Regions from separate parts of the Xenopus laevis genome. Here region 1 is linked to region 2. Evidence: chromatin contacts called from public Hi-C data. All regions are on one chromosome and are shown on one strand. Each heading gives the region's core, a stretch centred on a gene start, on an enhancer-like site or on the middle of the called end of the contact. The rest is flanking DNA. Distances are from core to core; before and after follow the strand shown.

The links. Hi-C and Micro-C count contacts between places; a contact is called where the count stands out from the background.
Region 1: a Hi-C map of the XL177 cell line shows a contact between it and region 2, with 3 times the contacts expected there. The contact joins the promoter of LOC108695507 here to the enhancer-like site in region 2. A contact is called at or near these places in 3 of 4 Hi-C or Micro-C datasets (the XL177 cell line, the XTC cell line and animal cap).

What each region holds. Positions count from the first base shown.
Region 1 is chr1L:141,332,172-141,338,753 of Xenopus_laevis_v10.1, reverse strand. LOC108695507 (transmembrane channel-like protein 1) reads right to left here and starts at 5,049. Exons shown (of 18, transcript XM_018224068.2): 1 at 4,733-5,049; 2 at 4,398-4,526; 3 at 3,615-3,705. The coding sequence starts at 4,890.
Region 2 is chr1L:141,267,108-141,273,471 of Xenopus_laevis_v10.1, reverse strand. No RefSeq gene overlaps it. Among protein-coding and RNA genes, the nearest start is that of zfand5.L, 22 kb to the left of the region's middle. Within about 2 kb of position 2,506, at least 1 of the 7 cell types and tissues checked has an H3K27ac peak or open chromatin away from gene starts, as enhancers often do.

The DNA.
Region 1 (6,582 bases), core at 3,800-6,299, 63 kb before region 2:
ATCACCACTATTGGTGGCCTTCAATATGACCTCCCTAAGGATAAGCCCACCCCTAATGGGCTGGTTAAACGCCATCTTGGTGCTCTCATAATTGAAGTAAATTCAAAACAACAAAAACTTAAACAAAAAAGACAATATATAAAGAAGTGCTGAAAAAGTGATCAACAAGTAATAGCTGCAATTTAGACCAAGTAGTCACAGTTCAATAGGGACAGGTTACATCATCATATGTGAATTTAAGAATTAAAGTTACTATGAAGAGTTTTAGATTTACTTATACTAGATGAGATTTAAAGTGTTCTCATTGATAAAGTTAAAAAAGTGGAGAAACTGCGCACTCGTGGCAGTTGATCTGTCTCACAGCAGTCAGGCAATAAACTCTTCAAAGACATTGTAAATCCTTCACACTTGGTACATTTCATACTAGTAAACTCTGATCAGGAGTGATACAATCTATCTTGGTGAATGTTCCCCAGCACTAGGGATCCCACAGGGTACCTTACTCCTTAGCACTTTCCCTGCTCCTCAGCTCATCCACTCGTGTCCCTGTCTGGTGCCTTGATCACTGCAGGGGTACTAACCCAACTACTCTCCTTGTTGGAGCCAGAAAGCTGCTCACTAAATACACTGCCTCTAACTTTTGCTCCTGGAGCGACTATTACAGAACTTCTGACACTAAATAAAACTATCCCTAACGAAGGCCTGTCACAAACTCAGACTCACTCCTGTACCCACCTCCCCACAAAGTGAGATCCAGGAAGACCCCTGAGCACATGTGTCCTCTCCCTTTTAAACACTGCCATCTACTGGGCAAGCAATGAACCAGATCAGATTACTGATAACATTCCGGAAATGGTCTTTCACCCAGGGCTCACTAAGGACCAGTTTAGGGGGGTTATTTAGTAAAATCTCAATTTATCTCATATTTTAGTAAAAAAAAAACACAACCAAACTCCCATGCCAAATTTTTCCACCTTTTTCCCAAATTGCTCAACATTTTTGTATTTTTTTCTTGAATTGCTCAAATTTTTGGAGTTTTTGCACGAAAACCCTGAAAATTTGGATTTTTGGGCTAAACCCAGCGCAGACCATGAAAACTTCAAATTGAGTTAGGTGCCTCTCCCATTGACTTATACAGGACCTCGACAGGTCAGAGATGGCTGATTTTATGATTTAGGCTTTTTGCAGCATTGTGGTATAATAAATCTCAAAAAATTCGATTTTAAGAAATAACCCAGCAAAGGTGCCCGAACTACATGGGGAAACTGCCCGTGGAGATGCCTAACCCTCAGGGTTACATACAGAATAGTTATATGAAGTATAATAAGAAGAGTTTAAGACAATTTCTAGAGGTTTTGTTGCTGTTTATATGTACCAGTTCATAATAATGAAATACTGATCCTGAACTGAAAATGAACTGAATTGGTCTCAGTAAATCAAAGTACTACTAAGCTTTGTCAGTAGTATATTGAGAAAGAATAATTGAACTGTTAGTCTCATATCAGAATATCACTGCTGGGGGTAAATAAAAACAGAATACTGGGAGAGCATATACACTCTCTCCATTATGACATCTTCTACAGAAAAATTACATCAAAATATTTATTCAGTGCTGCTATCTTTATGCTTCACTGTTCACAAAATATGTGAGTGAAACCCTGCCAGTATATCTATCAGTATAGCTTGCATTCATTTTTGTGGAGCCAGAGGCAGTGGGAGATAAAGTGACTTCCTCGGGTTTACGAGGAGCCGACAGAGGAATCAGAGCTATTCAGATTCAGTGCCTTCTGCAATTGATCCTCTGTCATGACCTCTAGAAGAAAGTAGATCTTTCACACTAGATAAATATAGACATTATTTCAAGATGACAAGCTTTCCATCAACTATTAATCCTGAATCTTATGGGGATTGGAAAAAAAACCATTATGATTTTGTAATATTTTCTGCAGGATATGATATCTTATTAGATTATTATTACACTTAAGTGTCACGAAGCAAGGCAAATTAGTAGAATAATACTTTATTTTCTGGCCAGTAGCTACCACTGTTTTTTTGTGATTAAATTGTTAATTAACCACACCTTTTACATATAAACAATCTTGAAATATTTACATATAAGGAATCTTGTCCAAACTTCTGCATGGTGCCAGGCACAAAAAGAATTAAAAGATATCAAATGGAGGCTTTTGCTTAAAACAGTATATTTCTTTAAATGCTATAAGCAGGTTTCCATTAATTCACAGCCCCCCATGTATAATATCGTGTGTAGGATGATTAGTAACAAATGGAGACAACCCATGTGCCAGCCATACAGATGTTTATGCACTGATTGATGATTTACCAGAGAATGCATATTTCAGTGCACTGCAGTATTGATGTAGAGCTTGTGTTTAGCAGCAGTAACAAAGATGTTTTGTGGGAAGATGTTTTATTAGATCTGTACAGCACATGCCATTAATAAATGAGGCACATATTGTTTTACTGCTGAGCAACACACAGGGCTGATGGATGGCATGTAGATCCTGCATGACAGGAGACTCTTTAGAGGGCAACAATTGTGGAATGCTTGATAACTATTTCATGTACCTATACTAGGGTTGCAGAATGATAGCATCAGTGGAGGAGCAGTGACATATGGCAGTTTCGGACTGGAACACCAGAGGCCCACCCAAAAACCTTTGACCAGGGGCCCGACAATTAACCTTAGACCAGAGGCCCACTCTTAGAAATATTTTTCTTCCTCTCCTCACTCAACCTCTATTCTCCTAGTCTCTTTTCTTTACATACTATACTCTATTTTTCCAAATATTTTGCCTCTTGGTCTCATAAAAATAGGGAATGACCATGAAATAGGCCAAATGTTTAGCAGCATGAGGGTTCACTAACACCTGGGCCCACCGGGACTTTTCCTGGTAGCCCGGTGGGCCAGTCCGACACTGACATATGGGGTGACGTTATGACATTTTGGTCATGTTTGTGCCTCGTGTGAGTGGGGTTTTCAAAGGTGGTTATTGACAAAATGATTGTTCGGGTTTTACAGGGCTGAAATCTAAACAGGCAGTTATGACCCAAACAGCCCTAAGAAAATTGTTCAGTTCAAAACCCTATAAATAGCAAAACCCCTCAGCTCCTGATAATCCCTGAAGACTGCCAGTGGGTTGCTGTGAGTTAGTACTAGTATTTAGTACTAGTTTGCAGTGTATTAACAACTGGAGGGTTAAAACTGTAAAATCTCAAAACCAAAAGGGTCCATAATAAAACACTTTAAATATAATCCCTAAATATCATATACTGTATGTGTACATATAATTTATGTATCCCATCATAACAACCATCTCAAAGTATAAAAGAACTAGTGATAAAAATCCAGTACTTTGACCAAATACACAGTGGGCCTCAATTATAAACACTGGGCATATTTGCACCTGGGCAGTAACCTATAACAACCAATCAGTGATTAGCTTTTTTCAGCCAGCTGTGGGTTGAACATCTGATCATCTGAGGTTACTGCCCAGGTGCAAATTTGCCCCCACAAAGTCTAGTTCCGGAAAATAGGTTCTACACTGTTGCAACTTTCATTGGTACTGTTTTGGTATAAGGCAAAGTGCACTTACTTTCAGCATCATGACCTTGTATGCGTAAAACTTTTTCCCTTTTCCTTTCCCCAAAGCTCCTTCAAATTTTTCCACAAACTCTTGCGCATCCCTTAAAAAAAAAGTCAGCATAATAGCATTTAAAAACTGAATGTATGCATGACTGGTGCTCTGTGTTTTATCTGGACAAATGTTCCTTTGCTGCCAAATTAATTCACAAATAAATAGTCCTACAATAAAATCCATGTGTATAAAACTAATGAAATTATGCTTTAAGATCCTGTGTTGCACAGCATCTTGACTGAATCAGTAAAACATAAAATAAAAATGCCTTGGGCACAAATGTGTTGTGTTGTGTAGTTTTAAATAAAAAAAATCTTTATTTTTACTATAAAGCGCTAATGGACCAGATTGTTTTGTTATACCCTGTAATAAAGGGGGTGGGATTTACTAGAGACAAGCTCCATGTATAGGAGCCAAAAGTTGTTAGTGTTCCGAGTGTATATAGTAATAATTATACATGGAGTTTCAGCGTTGATAACTGAAAAGGGAAATTTTGTCAGACAGATACCTTCTCTTCCTCTCACAATTCCTCTGAAGAACAAAAGTTCCCACATTAAAGTACTTTCAGTTTCACTGTTCTGCACAGATCAGTTAAACAGTCGCCCCAAGTTCAGTGACCTTTATAAAAGTACACTGCTGGTGGCCATGTGGTTGTGACTTCATGGAATTCTTCAATGACTTCTAACATTCTTATTTTACAGTGAAGTACTTGATTCCCCATATAAATAAAATGGCACCTACTTCAGGACTTCTAGTTTTTGCTTCATTTTCCAAGGTTTGTTTCTTATGGTGGCAATAAGTTTCTTTTTTTCTTCTACAGCTTCCTTTAATTTGTCTAATTCCTCTTCTGTGATGTCGTCTTCATCAGAGTCAGATCTGTGGATATTAACATTTAACTGTTTCAAAAAGACAAAAGTGGTCCATTAACATGCCTTTTCTCTCTGAGAAGAGTTATGTACTAAAGTAAAAGCCAAAGATCTAAATAATGTGTGAACATACACTTTCTTATTTATATGCTTTACACAATCACCAACATATGAAGGCCTTGTGTATGAGTCTATTTATCTCTCAAGTTACCCATCTGCATCTTTCTTCTTCTTGTCCTTTTTCTTATCCTTTGGCTTTCTCTTGTCTGCTCCAGGTCCCTTCCTTCCTTTTCTGCCAGTCCTTCCACCAGGGCTAACTTCCCCGTTCTCATTGAGTTCTTCTGTATTCGCATTCCTAATTTCATCATCTGTCATTTCTCCCAGCCACGGTTTCATGTCTGGAATTCTCCAGTTTTTCTCCCTTCTCTTTGGGGGCTTATCTTCTTCTTCAGAATCTTAAAAATGAAAATATTAGACATGTATTCATGTATTAGCTACAACTCCAGTCCACAGTTATTTTAATAGAAATACACAGTAAAGAAAATAAGATATTAAAGATAACAAGCAAATGAAAATGGAAAGGTCCCGCTAATATAAGCACTTTCATAGGAGGTAGGAATAAAATGTACACCACACATTTAGGCTCATTAACTAGCCAGAGAGGCCATAGCCCATTTTCAATGGGTTAAAGTTTGAGTTTACAATCTCATTAAAAATGTCATTAAACAGTCACAGCTCATTTATCTCTGTAACCAGCAGAAATAGTTTTAGCAAAAGGCATCTAAACATAGGCCCTCCTTTATAAACATACAACTCTGCAGTGGACTAGTAACCTACAACTTTCCATCACTGATAAGTAAGGATGGGCGAATTTTTTTGGCTTATTTCGCTGAGGAAATTATGCCCATAGACTTATTATTTTTTGGGCAAAACAAAACGGGTCAAACTCACCCAAGCCTATTGATTAGCTTTGATTTGACTCGTACAGTCAGAGTAATCAATGGCTGTGGTGCGTTTCTTAACCATAATTCTTAACCATAGTTAACAAAGTTGGACCTATGCTGTTTAGGTTTTAAATAGTGTAATATCAAAGAAAATGCTGCTCAGCAATACCCTTTCTCTTTAGAGAATTTCAAGCAAGTTTGTTCAGTGTTGTGACAAACTACCTTTCAAATGTGATCTCATAATAATCCGAAAAATCAGTATCCACTAGTCAAATATACATTTCAAATTTATGCTGGATGTTAAATGCTAGTTGGCTTTACCTTCATTGTCCTCTTCACTGTCCACTTCGATTTGAACTAAAAGTAAAACACATAATTGTTCATTCAATAAGTAACATGTTTAAAAGTAGCTAACCTCTGGTTGATATTATAGCTTTTATTTGAAAGCAATGCTACATTGTTACTTAAAGGAACAGTTCATTATAAAAAAAACAAAAAAAAACTGGGTAAATAGATAGGCTGTGCAAAATAAAAAATGTTTCTAATATAGTTAATTATCCAAAAATGTAATGTATAAAGGCTAGAGTTACTGGATGTGTAACATAATAGCAAAAACACTACTTCCTGCTTTGCAGCTCTATAACTCTGACTTTGTCAGCGACTTGAAGAGGAGCCACATGGGACATAATTGTTTGGCGAGTTTGCAATTGATCCTTACCATGCAGGTCTGATTCAAAAAGCAACATTTATGATCCATGTGCCCCCCCCCTCAAGTCCCTGATTGATTACTGCCTGGTCACCAATCAGTGGAAAGCAAGAGTGCTGCAAAGCAGGAAGTAGTGTTCTGGCTATTATGTTTGATTACTGATTGCCTGAAGTTCCAGATAAATTTAAGAGCAACAACTGACCATCTTATAGAGGAACCTTCTCTACAAGAACCTACTTCAGTTCAGTGGAAACCAGTTCTGGGACAGAATACTGATGGTAGATCTGTTATGCAGAGTGTTCCTAAATATGGCATTGCTAAATCCTATAATGTCCTGTTTAATGAAAAATTGTTAATTTTTTACCGATTTGCCCTTTTCTCTGTATTAATATGACAATAAGATGTAAACT
Region 2 (6,364 bases), core at 1,257-3,756:
CTTTTACCGTTTTTCTTTTCCATTTTTAGATGAGCGAGTACAATTTTTAGAGTAGAGTTGTGGTAATCCCGTTCTCGTCTGTAAATAGTTTTATATGTTCACTCAGACTCACTTTAAGGTTTTACTTTGTCTGTTCTGTCTCTAGTTTACTCTTCACTTTCCAAGCATCAGGTTTTTTTGTTTTTTCTTTGCTTTAAACCTTGTATTTCTGTTCTGAGTTAATAGATATGCAAATGTGTACAGATAGTTGATATTTATGTATTGCACATAATCATGCTATTCAGCATTTATGCTATATTGTATTATGTAAATAATAAAATTATGTACAGTGGGAGCATTTTTCTTGGATTTCTTTTTCCTTGAATCATTAATTGTGCGCTAATTTGCAAAAGCTAATCTTATAGAACATATATGACCTATGCAACAGTTGTTCATACCTTTGCTTTACTTCTGTTTTGGTCTGGATTGCTTCTAATTTTGCCTGTCAATGTCTTTGGCTGCTTTCAAAGGTACTGTTTATGGCATACTAGGGTTTGAAACTGCCAAAACCATTATTAGAATGTATTAAGGCAATAATCTGATATGCAATTGCATATATAGTGAATAAAGTAACCTCTTTTGTGAAATATAAGGATAATATAAGTTACAGAGGAGTTCCATGACCATATAAAAACACAAGGCTGAAGGCTGATACAGGCTTATACAGGTCATGGAACTCCAACGTGACTTCTAATTAGGGATGCACCGAATCCAGGATTCGCTTCGGAATTCGGTCAGGATTCTGCCTTTTTCAGCAGGATTCGGCCGAATCCTTCTGCCCGGCTGAACCGAATCCTAATATGCAAATTAGGGTCGGGGAGGGAAATTGCACGACTTTTTGTCACAAAACAAGTAAATGTTTTCCCTTCACACCCCTAATTTACATATGCAAATTAGGATGTGGTTTGGTATTCGGCCGAATCTTTCGTGAAGGATTCGGGGGTTTGGCTGAATCCAAAATAGTGGATTCGGTGCATCCCTACTTCTAATATCCTCATATTTTGCATAAGGGGTTACTTTATTTACTATATATGCAAAATGAGTCGAATGACATCACTAAGCTCCGATTATAAGGACATAATTTACAGGATAGTCATTGCTCTTGCCTATTATGTTTAATATCTGTTTATGTTTGCAATATGGAGAGCTCAACCCAATTGAATTTCATCAGTGAAGGTGCCAGGTGCTAATACTGGAAGACCCTCGCCTGCTTTGGGTCAACTAATACATAGGAAAAAATCCAGTAGCACGCTGTAATTCGTGAAAAGGTGTTTTACATTTTATTTAGCCCATGTACATACAAAAAAAGGGAAAGGTTTCAGGTCCCATCTTGGTAAAGGACCAGGGGGGAGCCAAAACATTGCTCTTTTTTGTATCTACTTGGGCTAAATAAAAGGCAGAACACTTTTTGGCGAATTACAGTGTGCTACTGGATTTTTTTCATATTACTCCTATGATGGGCTTACTATGGTATGCACCACGTCTCAATAACCTCAACTCGAACATCTTGATAAAGTAGATAAACCCTGTCAGCAGGTTGAGGTTTAGTGCTAGAGTGCTTTGGAGCTATGAAACAAGTTGCATTTTGAATGCCACTAGAGGTAGATCAGTCATACACTACTCCATTTTGGAAGTGCTGAGAATCACCTCTCATAGTAGCATTCAGAATGCTGTATGTGCTGTTACATCAAAGCCCATTCTGCACGGCTATTCAACAACATTTTGAGTAAGAAATCTATAATCTTAGAAATTCAATATGTAAGGGCAGGACTAGATGAAGCGCTTGGACACGTCGCAATGCGACTAAACGCATGTGACGTGTCGGATGTTTTACAGAAAACGGAAGTGAAGGAGAATCCCAAGAAATTGATCCGACTACATTGATCCGACTGTCGGATGAAAACGCAGGGGTGGTTCACCTTTAAGTTAACTTTTAGCTTGTTATGGAATGGCCAATTCTAAGCAACTTTTCAATTGGTCCTCTATGTATTTTTTATATAGTTGTATTATTATTTATATAATGGGTGTTGCTGACCCCACCTAAAAAACAAATGCTCTGTTAGGCTACAAATGTAATGGTTTATGTGGGTTAGGGGGTAGGCGTTTTTTTTATCCTTTAAATGGAGCATGTCGTTTTAATTGTCTGCAATGCTTTGTTCTCGATCCAGCTATAGGCGGCAGTTAGTGTGAATGACTGCCCGTGGTGAATGATAAAGTTACAGTATATCTGGCCTGGCCTTCAGTGCTGGATCATATCATGTGAGTAGAGTGTTCAATTTTCACAGACGGCAATTCTTCATTTTATATTCAATTGCAGATATATAAGAAGAAATGTAAACCGTTCAGAAGTGCAAATCATGTGGGCTGAGAAGCAAGCTGACTGTGGCACTCCTTGTCCAGTCATTGTGCCCTCTCTCCCTCCCTCCACCCCTTCCTCTTTCAGTCCTTCTCTGACCCCTACAATGGCCACGCTGTTCTGTGATTGGCTCCAAGTGTCTGGACTTTTCCCTTTTAAAAACCACCCACTCTGTCTTACTGTAAGAACTCAAAGAGTTTCTGGCTAATCTACCACTCTGCTGAATGCGGGACTTTCCTGGTAACCCCATAGTAACAGATCATAAACAGAAGGGCCGCTATTGGTGTTACACAAAATTGGACATTGTGATAAAATAGATTACATTTTTTATTAGGGAATATAACCCACCAAGGAATTTAGAGTGAACCTGTGCGCAAAGGATATATGGAAATAATTGGTTTTGTCTTGTGCTCTTATCCTACAATGTTATACCCTCTGCCTGTGGATCCTCCTGCCTATTATAATCTCCCTAATTAATTGGAAAAGTACATATGTACATAAAAAACAACTTACTCCATAGATCTTAGCTTCTGTATGGGGTTGCTGTGAGTTATATTTTTATAGTATAATGGAATTTGAATTAGTGAATGACAAAAGGTTTATATTATATATATTAACCATTTCCCTTTAGTATATGCACAAAGAAGGAATATTGCATAACGGCTATGCCTTGTACTATCCAGTATATATATATATATATATATATATATATATATATATATATATATATATATATATATATATATATATATATATATATATAATTGTGTCTTTTAAGCTTTCTGCTCGGATCCGCATCACAACCATCCATGCTCCCCTCTGAAGTTACATCTTGAATGAGAAATATGAATGAATTAAGGTTTAATATAATATATATGTAAGCTTGTCTCTATGTTTCTTTTAAACATTCTCTGCTTCCTGCCCTGCTTCGAGATAAGGAGCGGTGAAACCATTTTCACGTGTCTAACCTCATAATTACTCGGGGCAATTAATGAAATGGTTAGGTTTTTCATTCTCACAAGGAACGTCTTAATTATCCAATGAGTTGGCTTTTTGTCATGGATTAGGAATGAGGTTTGTACCGCATATGTTTCTGTGTGTATCTTTAAATAATAAAATGGCCAGTGCAATGAAACCGTGCCGGTGTTACCTTAGCTAATGAACACGTTTATTCAGAGAACAGGTGCCCATAGAGAAGACTGGAATGTGTAAATGAGGATTAGTCAGGACACTAGGAATTGCTCTAAAGGCTAACCATCAATCTTAATTGCCCTAGCGAGTGCTCTTACTGTCCATTTAAGACTGGTCAAACCTAAAGTGGAACTAGTACATGATTATTTGCTTACTGGTCCCTGCTGGTTTCATATAAGGAGATTATGACATTACAGGAGACCTGTGGGAGGCAATAAGGAAGAGAAAGAATGAATGCATAGTGACGCTTACATGCTTACAACACTGTAATCTGCTGTAGCAAGAAATAGCAGGAAGTGATAAGAACAAGATAAAATCACAGACCCAATGCTTTTTGAAAGACTGCATTTATGTCTTATCTCCTGTACTTATCTTGGCAGTCACAGGGCTTGCCAAAGTTTTGCTCCAGAGATAATTTAACCGCCATAAAAAGTCAAACATTACATGTCAGTGGGGCTCATTTATAAACTTTGCGCAAGGCAGATTGGTTCGCAAAGTGAATATATTAGCCCTGCACATGGTTATATTTATAAATCTGAATAAGTGTGGTGCAAACAGAATTGCAAATTGTTTTTCACAATGCGAATGTCTAAAAGAGCTTTTTAAATATGTCAAAAATCGCATATTGCGAATATTTATGTGCGCACTCTACGAATGAATTACGCCACAACTGTGGTGGCTGAGAGAATACGAGCAAAACACTTTTGCAACTTTATTATTATTATTATTAACATGTATTTATATAGCGCCAACATATTGTGTAGCACTGTAAAGTAACTGTGATTATACAACTACATCACATGAATTACATACATAGAATATATGGAGTAACAAACATCACAATCAATACAGGTACAAAAGGTGAGGAAGACCCTATGCATAGGCATACAGTCTAAAGGGAAGGGAGTAATACACAAGGTGTGGGAGTGGGCAAGATCGAAGTAAGTGGGTGAGAAATGTGGTGTTGTATGTGGTGTTGCGTTTGGTAGTTAAGCAGAGTGAGGGTAGGCTTCTCGAAAGAAGTGCGTTTTCAGAGATTTTTTGAAAGCAGAAAGGTTGGGAGAAAGTCGGACAGATCGTGGGAGAGCGTTCCAAAGGAGGGGTGCAGCCCTTCCAAAGTCTTGAATGCGAGCATGTGAGGAGGTAATGAGAGAAGAGTTGAGTAGCAGGTCAGTAGAGGAGCGAAGTAAGCGAGTGGGTGAGTATATAGAGATGAGTTCAGAGATGTAGGGTGGAGCAGAGTTGTGAAGTGCTTTGAAAGTCAGTGTCATTAATTTGAATTTGATTCTGAAAGGTAACGGAAGCTTGCGAATATAAGTTTCTGGGGGTCATTTATAAAGTTTGCGCAGCGCATATTTATTTGCAATTGGTTGTATTGCCCATGCTATTTCCGGAGCGGTAAAAAATTGCACTGCTGTGCCCGTCTTTCCGTTTTTTGCGAATTCGCATTGTGAATACATTTTCGCAAATGAGACGGGAGTGTACGCGAGCGCACCTAATTTGCGAGATTGTTGTGCGAGAAAATAACGTTGACAGTAACTTAAAGTCGCACTTTGCAAAATTTTTTTGCGAATTTTTTCTCTGCCACCAAAGTGGCGTAATTCAGTCGCAGAGTATGCACATAAATATTCGAATTTTTGCGATTTTTTTATTTTGTGAAAAAAAAAATCACAAATCTGTTTGCACCACACTTATTCAGCTTTATACAGTAAATATAACTGCGTAGGGCAAATATATTCACTTTGCGAACCAATCTGTCTTGCGCAAAGTTTATAAATGAGCTCCACTGTCAACGCTATTTTCGCGCACAGCAACCTAGCACAGTGGGCACAACTCATGCAAACACCCATCTCATTTGCGAGTCATTTGCGAAAATGTATTCTCGATGCGAATTCGCAAAAAACAGAAAGATGGGCATAGCAGTGCATTTTTTTAGCGTTCAGGAAAAAACATGGGCAATACAAACATTTGCGAATAAATATGCGATGTGCGAACTTTATAAATGAACCCCAGTGTTTTCTAAGCCTAGGGCAGACGGGGCTGAAATCAGCCTGCTGAAGTCCGCAGGACAATTTCAGCCCCCAATCGCTATAAGGGTCAGGGCACCCAGGCAGATTCAGGGAGATTAGTTGCCTGGCAATAAATCTCCTCTTCTTTGGGGCGACTAATCTCCCAGAACTGCCTTACAAAGTCGCCTGAAGTTGCCTCACGAGGAATCTTTGGGCGACTTTGGAAAACGAATCGCTCTGAGTGCCATCCCACTGGCGATTTACATTTTAGCCAGCGGAAAGGCAGGGGAGGCAGTTCTGGGAGATCAGTCGAGATTAGTGTGCCCTAACCCTAAATCTTCTTTATAACATCTTTATATCTTCTTCAGCATTTGCATCTAGAAGCCTTGTGTCAGCTCTGCTGTGAACACACTCAGCGGATTTTGGTGAAGAAACGCAAGATTTTGCATTTTTAGCCCAAATCCTTGCTGTAGGGGCTTAAGGCCAGGGCTAGACGAGGACAGATCTTGGCCTGCAGAGAATACACTGGTCCATTGCGCTTCAGCATTGTTTCCACTCGGGTGCAGGCAGACGCTGTAGATTTCATCGCAGAACACAACATTTTGCATTGCACGCCAAAATCCGCCAACAGTTGAAAGGCAAGGGAAAGAAGATTCTCTGTGGATTCTTCACCTTTAATAAGTTAACTTTTGGTATGTTATAGAGTGGTGAATTCTAAGAAACATTTTAGTTGGTATTCATTATTTATTTTTAATAGTTTTTAAATAAT